2 separate regions of the Mus musculus genome follow, and region 1 is linked to region 2. A link is a contact called in public HiChIP or PLAC-seq data. All regions are on one chromosome and are shown on one strand. The core of a region is the stretch at or near the end of the contact, and the rest is flanking DNA. Distances in the headings are between cores, read along the strand shown.

Region 1 (5,606 bases), core at 1,244-3,743, 200 kb after region 2:
GGTTCTGGATGCTTCTCACCCAGGAAAAGTAAATGACTGGGCTACATCAGAAAGCCATTTCTCTGTATTACTTTTTTTTTTTCTAATCTCATTGATATAAGCAACATATTGCATACAAACAGAACGTAGAAGGATTATTTGTCAGCTGTGTATTTGTGCATCGGTATGTGCCTGTGCACAAGACAGAAGGCATCTAAAGTCATTTTACTACTGGGCATGGCCAGTAAACAGTGCCCCCCGTGGAGAAGAGGAATAGGTAGATCTCCCGCATCTGAGAGCTGTGATGGGTGGGCACATACACAGCAGCATCCTTTTGCATCTCTGGTATCTTGAAAGTGATTTCCTCAAAGTGCCTTTGGCTAAGCAGATGATCTCCAGTACACTGCTTGACATTTTACACACACGCACATAAATTGCAGGTGGCAGTCATTAAATTCCCCTGCACACCGCCGGCAGAAACTTGAGCCAGCCGATTACTCCAGTGGCAAAGATAAGTGTCTGTCACCCACAGGTAAGAATGAAGGACTGTGATGAGCAGGAGCCTGTCACTGGTATGGTTCAGCCTAGACTGCCCCCATCCTCTTTTGGTATACTGTATTCCCTTTCGTTTATGAATACACATTTTTAAAAGGGAGGCTTCTGCAGCAAATTAATAGTGTGTGTGGAAATGAGGCAGTAGAGGGCCTCTTTAATTGTGCCTTCCACACCGCCAAATTCATACTGCACCCATTTAACCCTCATGCTGCCCGTGGGTACTGCATTATGCTAATTTACCATTAACACCTGCACCATCTACACCATATCAAGTTTTTTTCAAAATATACACGAGTTTAGCAGAGCAGAGATACCCCGTTGAGAATGCAGTTGATTTTATGCCCAGTAGGGTGTGGTCATTTGGCATGGATATATTCTTTTCATAGCTGCTAATTATTTCATTCAACTGATGGCTTACCTACAGAAAGAAACAAATAAGTACACTCTTTAAAGAAAGGCTCAAGGCATGAATGTGACCTACAGTCAAACGGTCCACCGTGTTGGTTAGTAGCTGATACCTGTGCAATGCAGGAGAGTCATCAAGTTTTTTTTCCAGAACCCATGTTATCCTTCTTTATCATATACATCACAATTAATTTTCTTTTGTATTAATTAATGATTAATTAATTAATTGGCCTTTGTATTAGACACAAGTTGGAATGACTCGGCAATTCTGTCAGTTTGGGCTCAGACCCAGTGTCATTAGTCTAATCTCTAAAGAGCAAAATCAGGAATTATGTTGTCCATTGATCGTTTTTCAATTCTAAGAAACATATTCTTTTAAAAAAAAATTGTCACCAGTTTCATACCTCTAAACCTAAGATCCAAAAACCAGGGAATGGACATTTACTTCTGAGCCCAAGTGCAATAAATCCTGGACTGTAATTTGCTGGAAACTACAGATCAAATAGAATTCGAAGTTGGCATACTCCCTCCACAATAACAGGTTGCTTTCCGTGAAGCCTGGTTCTTGACTCTGATTTTTATCTGCCCTTTGAGGATAGAGTGGAAGTCTTTTCCTGCTTCGGGACAGACAGGGAAGTGATTGAATCAAATCTTGGCGTTGGTATTCAAGAAGGACGGGCCTCTTAGTCTTCCACATGTCTCCATTGAGTGCTTGCTTGCCTTATACTTGGGAAGGTCATTTCCTTGCTTGGGACCTTGTCTTATAGAGCCTAGTTATTAGACACTAACAAAGGCAGAAAAGTTGAAAATGGCTGGTGTCTTATCCTCAGGCACGTCAAAAGAATCTCCCAGCTAGCAGAAGAAAGCATCCTTCTAGATGGTGGATTAGATAATCGTGTCTCCCTGTCCCAAAGTGGCACTGCTTAGTTTGAGATACATGGGGGAAGGACAGTCTCAAGGACTGGCCAATTCCTGTTCCTTTTCAAACTAGGGAGGGAGGGAGGGAGGGAGGGAGGGAGGGAGGGAGGGAGGGAGGGAGGGAGGGGTGTGTGTGCATGCATGCATGATTGTGTGTAAGTGTACATGTTTGTGTGCGTGTTCGTGTATGAGGGGTCTAAACAGAACACTAAGTTGCCCAAAGAAGGTGGGGCTCAGCTTCTGTGGGTAAGAAAAACAGGCACGGAGCTGGCGCCTCTTTGTCCCTGTCCCTGGGAGAAGGTGCTCCTTGCCTAATTGGTCTGAGAAAGTGAGAGACCGCTCTGAGCACTCTGTAATTGTTTAATCTCTTGCTTGCTTGTTTAATCCTCCAGTTGACACATCCCATTTGCTTCGTCATGGCTCTAATTCTGTGTGTGGAGAGAGACATTTCCCTGTCCTTATTTTGTTCCTCTCCCTACACATATTCACTCATAGAGGGCATAGCAAGTCTCCAGGGGATTAAGAAAAAATTCCGACACGTTACACTAAGAAATGGTAAAGTGTGTAACCAGATATTGACTGACCTTTCTAAGAAAAATTCAACAGGAATTAGCATCAACAGATGGTCACCAGCAGTGAGCATGAGACCCTGAGTCACTCGCTGAGAATGAAAGGTCTCTAGGCCAAAACGTATTTATAGGTGTGAGGGCTGCACCAGCTGTTTGTCACAGTTGCTAGGTGACAAGTTATTACAAATCTTTTTTTAAAAGCTTGTTACATTGGACGATGACATGGCTAACTTTCTGAAAAATACTGTTTAGCTTCGATTTATGTATACTTCCTATCTCTAATAAAATCACACTGTGAAACAGTCTCCCATAGTGCTCTGCCAGGAATCTTCTAAGTATGTTTGAATGTGATTATTGGATCACGAATTCACACATGACTATGGAAAATCTACAAAGTTACCAGAGAAGTGTGTGTGAGGCAAGCACTGGAACAAGCGAGCTCTGTCCCCAGGCCTTTCTGCTTGTCTCAGAGAGCTCAGAAGAGAGTCCACAACATTTTTAATGTGATTTAAAATCCAATGGGGAGTGAGCATTACAAGGATCATAAACCATCACAGTGGAATTTCTGCATGAAGACAATAGAAAAAGCATGGCTTCCAGTAACAGATCTCCTGAGCCCCATTTTCTCTGGGGGTAAAATGGAGACTGGCACACCAGTCCTGACTCGCAGGGTGCTGTGGTGACTTGTTGAGAGAACAAGGATCACGTAGTGATGATCTGAGACAGTGCTTGCCGATGAAGCCCTTAGCAGACCGCAGTCAGGGCCGTCCGTCATTATACAGAAGGATATAATTTAGTCTGAGCAGCTGGCCCCAGACTGTAGGATGGCTACTGGGAACTGCATAGAAACTGCTACTGTGCTTGAAAGAGAGAAGAGGCCCAAGTTTGGCCTAGAACCAGGGCTGCTCTTTACCTGTCTCTATTTTGACTCATTTCGTCGTAGTTAGGGATGGATGCCCTCTGCCATTCGTCTCTGAAGTGATCTGTATGTTCCAGTGTGGACCGTGTACTTCCTGTGCCGGTCACTCCTGTTCCATGTGACCTTGAGCCACACAGATAAAGAATCTAGACTTCAACTTCCTCGGCAGTAACCTGGAATATAATAAATCAGACATGATCACTAAAATGAGGTTATTGAGTTTCTAAGTGTCGGAAGAGTCCCTGTCCCCTGGAAGGTGTTGTCTGCTCATGACACTCTGGACTTGAAATGGGTTTCTCTGTTTATCTGAATCATTATTCAATCTCCCTGGCTCTTTTCAACTTAAAAAAAAAGTTACCTAAATAAAAAGTCTTGCTAATCTGTGTAATCTTATTCTACAATTATTTTTAATAATTGTCTGCCTCATAATTTAAAATGTATAGTTTTCAGTTATTTTAGCTTAAAATGTGTTAGTTCTTTATTTTGTTACAAATGGCAGAAATAAAACTGAAAAACAGCTTTATGAAAAGGAAATTGGCCTTAGTCTGTAGATGGCCTTGCTGTGTACATTGCTTCTTGGTTTTAGCAGTACTAAGAATTCAAACTGGACCTTCAAGATTCATTTATATTCTAGTCCCTCCCCCAACACACATAACATACAGCACACACACACACACACACACACACACACACACACACACTTGGTTTTTCCTGTCCCTCTCTTTCCCATCTCTTTGGTAATTATCTCCTTTAACAAGTTAAAAATATGTGAAAATATTAAAAATGTTTTGTTTTGAAAAATAGTCTTCACTTTTAAATAGACTTTGCACTTTGGGACAGTCTATAGCCACACAGCAACAAGTTTATCCTACCCTGTCCACAGCAATGAAAACATTTTGTATTTAACAAGTTTGTCTCTCTTATCCAACCCCCTTAGTTTACAAATTAATTTTTCTCTAGTAGCTTGAGATTAAAAGCTATTTCTAACATGTCACTTTCATGTGTGAAGTCTCTCTCCCTCTCTCTCTCTGTCTCTCTGTCTCTCTGTGTGTGTGTGTGTGTGTATACATGTGCCATGTGGGCATGGGTGTGTTCTCAGGCACTACGTGGTCATGTGTCATCTCGCTGGTTGAGGGCTATGCCTCCTCACTTGAAGTCTCTGGAGTTAGGAACAGTAACAGTAAGCACACTTGCTGTAGACTCAGTGGACTATGAGAAGCGAAGTGCCCACAAGAGATCTTACTTTTTGAAAATGACACTAAGACTCACTTGTTTCGGTATTCGTGTTGTTGGTCAAACCCTAGCTAGCACATCTCCCCGCTTTCAGATAGACAGTTTATTTTTTTTTTCCATTTTTATTAGGTATTTAGCTCATTTACATTTCCAATGCTATACCAAAAGTCCCCCATATCCACCCACCCCCACTCCCCTGCCCACCCACTCCCCCTTTTTGGCCCTGGCGTTCCCCTGTACTGGGGCATATAAAGTTTGCCTGTCCAATGGGTCTCTCTTTCCAGAGATGGCCGACTAGGCCATCTTTTGATATATATGCAGCTAGAGTCAAGAGCTCCGGGGTACTGGTTAGTTCATAATGTTGTTCCACCTATAGGGTTGCAGATCCCTTTAGCTCCTTGGCTACTTTCTCTAGCTCCGACAGTTTATTTTTAAAGAGCGTTGACTCTCATGTTTCCTGATCTTAGAGAACCCCCTAATGGAGAATACTGTGTCCTACACTGTGAAGCCACAGACAGCGCACGAGAATTCCATCAGGTTAAATGTTAGACTGCAGCCAGCACTTTTTACTGGGCATGATAGCACATGCTATAATTCCAGCACTCTGCAAGTAGAAGTCTGAGAATCAAGAGTAGTAGGCTAGCCTTAGCTACATAGCAAGTTCAAGGCCATCTTGGACTACATGGCATCTTGATTCAGAAACCAAACAAACAAACAAACAAACAAACCAGCAACAAACAAACACACCCCCTCAAACCTTGCTTTGGATAACTTTATATTTTTAAAGATTATATGTTTTGTGTGAGTCTGTGTACATGACTGTAGTTATCCAAAGAGGCTAGAGGTGTTGGATCCCCTCTGGCTCTGGAATTTCAGGCCTGTGTGAGCTGCATGAGGGGGCCATTCTTGAAGCTAAGCTTTGGTCTAGGGAAGCGCAGTGCATGCTTTTAACTGGCGAGCTATCTCTCCAGCCCTGATAACTATCATCTTAAAGGAAAAGAAGTACAAAATAACGCAAAGACACGCAC
Region 2 (5,408 bases), core at 1,567-4,066:
ACGTTGCTGTAGGTATTGAATGGTTGAGAGAGACGGTGCTCCGGGTCCTGAGCAGCCGACCTGGAGGCACAGGTACGCAGATGGGTTTGGTCTGGTTTTTGGTGGTGGTTTGCCGTTTCTTTTCTTCTTTACCCTTTTCAGGTCTTACTGTAGACATACAGCCATAGTCAGAACACCACCCACTCTGTTTTGCGTGCTTGTCAGGGTGCTGTGGGGAGACCTGAGAGGACTTTTAAGAGTGTTCCCTGACATCCTAGGGTTTTTAAACTTTGATCACCCTGTGACCTTCCATGGTTTTGTCATGTCAATCACAGAATCTCAGCCGGATCCTGCATGCATCCCTGGCAACCTAGTGACCCCATAGCAGTGGTCTCTCAGACCAGGGCTGTATTGTAGCATCTTGTGGGGTCAGTGGCAGAGACTTTCATAATCTTGAGAGAACAAGTTAACTGTTCTTGGCCCAGTGAATAATGTTGCCTTTCCTTTAGACAACTCATGGCGACCACTGGGGCAAATGATTCCTTCTCTAAACATTTCTGGAGTGGAGAGCAACATGTACCGTGTTGGACACAGGCTTCACAGGTGAATGCCATCTGCCTGTAGCCTGCTGTGGGTGCCTGTGGCCTCAATGATGGTGCAAACATGAACTTTGCCCCTCAGGCAGGACCTGAGGATTAATGTGAACGTGTCTGTAAAGCCCCTTGTCCCTGCCACTGACGCCCTACCATTACTCCCTGCATCCCTGTGGCACAAAGTGATTCGTGTGTGTTGCTAGGGGACTCTGATGCTGTGTGGAGCAGTTCGGGCTTCTTTTCCAAACTCTTCAGTATCTCCGCAGGGAGAATTTGTGAGGGATTCCTTCTGAAAAAGAGACTTGGAAGGGCCAGTTCAGGGTGCTGCGGGAGTTTTCTCTAAACGCTAGCCCGGGCATCCTGGGTGTGAAGTAAAGAAGGCTTCCTGACAGGGAGGAAGTCACAGGTATTCCAGGGTGAGGAGAGCAGAAGAGGGAGGGGTTCGTCTGCATGCAAGTCTGGCTGCTGTGTCTTGGGTTCAGGAAAATTCACACCACCACCATCACCATTACATAAACCTCCCTAATCCCTCCTCTCACTATGATTGCTGCTCATCTGTTCTTTGTGAGTGTGTCTGACCTTGTGTGAGGGGTATACAGGATATTAGAATGAGGACCGAGGACCTAGGGCCTTCCTCCAGTATGCCAGGCTAAATACTTTGCCACTCAACTACATCCCCAGCCTCTTTTTGTTTGAATATTTTGCTTAGTCTGAAAACTTTTGTCAAGCTCTTTCGTGCTCCACCGATTGGCAGAAGAATTGTCCATAGACGCTGGCAGACTGGTGCCTCATCTGTCGGGCACTTCGCTGAAGCTGGCATCTGGGAGTGGGAGGGGACTTAAGCAGATCTTAAGCAGTTGGGATTACATCACTCAGAAGCCTAGACTGCCATGCCAGCCCAAGAGCTCTAGTTGTCCCCAGATCCTTCACTAGTGAGAACCTAGTGTGCTTGGGGTCCTGATGAATGTCCCACCAAGGGTGGGAATGACCTGACTTCTTGTTCCCTACCAATTTGTAACTGCTCAGTGTTATCCTATCTGATGTTTATACTTAATAGACGTTAGCAGATACACCGAACAGATATTGTAGGCTGGGTAATTTCCTGCTATGACTTGCAAGCAGCCAATGTAATACATAACTAAGGAGGAAGGAAGACTCCTAGGACACAGTGCTCACCCATGCCCTGTCCCACCAGGACTGCCTTCCCGCTAGACAGTAGAATTTCTCATGGGTTTACCAGTACATTTCCGCCTGAGCCAGCAGTCATCAAATAAGATTCTCCATTCGAAGCTGGGCAGTCGTGGCGCATACCTTTAATCCCAGCACTTGAGAGACAGAGGCAGGCGGATTTCTGAGTTCGAGGCCAGCCTGGTCTACAGAGTGAGTTCCAGGACAGCCAGGGCTACCCAGAGAAACCCTGTCTCGAAAAACAAAAAGCAAACCAAACCAAAACAAAACAAAAATCTCCATTCCATTATTTTTCTCCTGGTATTTTGTATGTGTTCATGAATATTTATAAATCAACTATGTTTGTTACTGAGTTTTTCTCAGCTGTATTTTTATGCAAATGAGGTTGCTTCATCTCAGGTTGTTGTCCCTGAAATGGGAAGGGGCAGCCACTCAAACCTGGCCTAGCTCCTCTGTGACTGTGTGTTTAGCACTGAGGACAGGTTTAGTCTCCCAAATGGCCGCTCTGCTTGGTGGCTGGGTGTTTGGCTTGACTTCTTCTAAGTTGCTGTTTTCATCTTTCTTTAGCTAATTTATTAGACTTCTTAGCTCCAATTTGTGGGGGGGGGGGGGTGCGCGCGGCGCGCGCGCATGCGTTTATGTATGTGTCTGTCTGTCTATATCTGAAACCCTTTGTTTTCCTCTGTATATTAACTATATTATGCTTCTTAGAAGCATAATCTTCCAGAAGCTTGGAAATACCCTTGACGTTTAAACACCTAAGAAGCAAGGGCTTGTGAACGTGGATCCTCCTGGTTATCACCTACTCGGTGATGCAGATGGCTGCCGCAGTGTGTCCTGTCTGCTATGGATTCATAAGCGTTCCAGATCTCAGTTGACAATATTTCAGGTCTGGACATTGAAGAGTGTTTGCCTGCTCGTTCCCACATACCCTGTTTCAGTCCTGCCTTTTTCTAGCTATGAATCCTGTTCACATTGCTCGGCCCATAACCTTGGAGCGTGACTCAGTGAGATCCGCGGCTATTCAGCATTCTAATGAGCAGTGTGGGCGTCCTTGCCAGCAAAGAGAGACAGCTGCCCTCCTAATTTGTATGTCTCAGCATGATTTGTCAGAGTGAGTCTGAATAGAGGGGCTTGTGACCTGTTCAGTATGGTGGCTGGAGAAATGGTAGTGATAATGAATGCATTGAGGTCGGGTTTAGTTTCATGGGATGAAAAGGCTGCCTTGGGTCCCTTAGATCACGCCCAAGGCTGCTCTCTGAGGGTTTCCAGATGGGATTTCTACAGAGGGCTGAGCCTTCTGTCAGCCTCTGCGGGGCTGTGGTCTGACTTAGAATAAATTATCATTTCCATCCTCTTTCTGTGGGTCTTTTTGTTGTTTGGGGCTTTTTAATGATAAGGTCTCTGTCTTGGAATTTTCTACCTAGTCCAGGCAGACCTTGAACTTGCATCAATCAGGTCTTCCTGCTTTGCCTTCTAGCGCTGGAATTCAGATGCTCCGCCACACCTGGCCTCCACTTACGTATTTCTGAGACTTGTGTAACACTATCTTGTGGATTCTTTTTGGTGCTTGCGATGATGAAACTTGAGAAATGGCTCTGCTTGAGACAGCCTCTGAACAGCTGGAGAGTCAGGTGGTCTGGCTTCCCACCAGGGTGGCTTTCAGGACCGGGCCTGCCTCTTCTGCTTCTGTAAGCAAAAGTAACTAATCTGTTAACTGGTGTGATTCCAGCCTCCCTGCCAGGCAGAGCCCCTCCTCCACCATTGAATAGTCCCTGAATGAGATCTCCCCGGGTTGGCGAGGATGCTATCTGCATGCTCTCCACCAAGCTGCTCCCAAGCCCACTCCTTAACGGATAGCCAGATTCTATCCTTTATAGATCCCATTAGCCATTTTAGTTTTCTGAACTCCGGCCTGCTGTCTCATCCCTGAAGAGTGGATGAGCTGGCTTCATTTGGTCACAGACATTACACGCCTTTCCTTCTCTTCAGGACACCCCTTGAGAATGTCTCTGATTGCAGCGTAGCTTGCAGAAGAGAAATTGATCTCTGTCTGAAATCCTACGTGTCTCTGGAATACTCAGCTAGGGGCATCAACCTCCTGGGTCAGGGAGGAAACGATGAGCCCCCGACTGTGAACTCGCAGCCTCTAAAGTTGGTGGGTTCACAGCCTCATCATACACTCTGATCTGATCTGCTCCCCATTGCAGCAGCCTCCCTGACACCCCCACACCTCACCACACCCAAGCTTCCGCAGCCCATGAGCTCACCTTGTAACTTGGCAAGGTTTGAGAGCATCTATTCCTGAACCCACACATGCCACCTGTATCTATCAGAGCAGTGTCTCGGCCTCCCTCCTCCAACCCTGACTACAGTCTGAGCACTGTTTTCTCATGACTCCCAGCCCAGGGAACTTGGGCATTTGGCCACGGCTGGGGAGGTCACCCCGGTGATTCTCACTGAGGCAGGGAACTCCGGTCCTTTCTTTTGTCTAACTCTCAGCTCCTACCATTGAACCTGACAGCCTAGATTAGCATCATGTGCCGCTAGTGTGTGCTGCCAAGCTGACCACTGCTCACACCGGCTTGCCTTGAGCATAATCTTGACAGTTAGATCTCTTGTCTGCCGCCAGCCAGTGGTACCCAGTACCCCTGACTCCTGAATAAACTCCAAATCTTCAGAACAACAACTGCCAAGGCTTGATGTGCTCAGAAATTCTGCTTCATGGCGAGGTTTGTTTGGAGCGTCCACAGTGTGTGTCTGGCAATGGTGATGGCTTTGCATGTTGGTGTGGCAAGATCTAGCCTCAGAATAGCTGTGCTGCTGAATGCAGTTGATGCTCCTTAGCAAGACTGGCTAAGGGTCCCCTGCCCCCATCCTCCTGAGAGCACTGTTGGGAAGTGCACAGTGGGAAGACTGAGGGACGTCCATTCCATTCCGTCTCCTATTTAATCTGGAGAACTTTGTAAAGAGTGCCCTGACTGACCCCAGAACCCTGCATCTTCAAGGAAAGATTTAAGTCAACGCTCTTTTCTGCCCATCACCCTGCAGTGAGACACAGAAGGGAAAGGCATCTGGTGCTGGGGTCCAACCTACGGAGGATAACTGTGTGCACGCCATGACAGAGAAGTTACCATTCTGGCATTGCCCAGCCCATGCTGGTAACAGCAGTACCTTCTAGTACTTTTACCATATACCTAGTTACATGTAAAGGGCGAAGTTTTGTTTATTGTTGTTATTGTTACCATTATTTGTAAGTTATATTGTTTGTGTGTGTGTGCGCGCGTGCGAGTGTGTGTGTGTGTTGCACAAGTCGAAGGACAACCTGGAGGAGTCTCTTCTCTCATTTCATCATGTGAGTCCTGGGGACAGAACCCAGGTTGTCAGGCTTAGCAGCAAGTCCCTCTACCTGCTGAACTGTCTTACCAGCCCTCCAAGGGCAGGTTTTAACTTCCTTTTGCTCGCTGACTATGGGCCAGCACATTTGGAAACTGCAACGGACAATGCCATGTGTCGGCCATTGTGAAAGTTCCTAATGCTTGCCGTCCGTCTGGCAAGGGTCCTGTTAGGGACCACTGCCCACCACTGGCCCTGTTGAGGTTTTCCTTTGAGGAAGAGCACAGGACTTAGAACAGCCTGATCATGAAG

The links. HiChIP or PLAC-seq counts read pairs in DNA pulled down with a chosen protein or histone mark.
Region 1: a contact with region 2 is called in a CTCF HiChIP or PLAC-seq map of the NIH/3T3 cell line, with 7 read pairs. The contact joins two enhancer-like sites. A contact is called at or near these places in 1 of 15 datasets of contacts at CTCF or cohesin (the NIH/3T3 cell line), 1 of 484 Hi-C or Micro-C datasets (nephron progenitors), 4 of 115 datasets of contacts at active chromatin or transcription factors (embryonic stem cells, extraembryonic endoderm stem cells, heart atrium and 1 more) and 3 of 9 other capture datasets (adipose tissue, liver and pancreatic islet).

The regions. Positions count from the first base shown.
Region 1 is chr15:25,954,473-25,960,078 of GRCm38.p6, forward strand. The region is part of intron 3 of Retreg1 (reticulophagy regulator 1); the gene reads left to right. Among named protein-coding and RNA genes, the nearest start is that of Mir7212, 9.0 kb to the left of the region's middle. Within about 2 kb of position 2,494, at least 65 of the 459 cell types and tissues checked have an H3K27ac peak or open chromatin away from gene starts, as enhancers often do. A contact at or near this core is called in the NIH/3T3 cell line, where this site is marked.
Region 2 is chr15:25,759,080-25,764,487 of GRCm38.p6, forward strand. All of the region lies in intron 19 of Myo10 (myosin X), which reads left to right. Among named protein-coding and RNA genes, the nearest start is that of Retreg1, 82 kb to the right of the region's middle. Within about 2 kb of position 2,817, at least 122 of the 459 cell types and tissues checked have an H3K27ac peak or open chromatin away from gene starts, as enhancers often do. A contact at or near this core is called in the NIH/3T3 cell line, where this site is marked.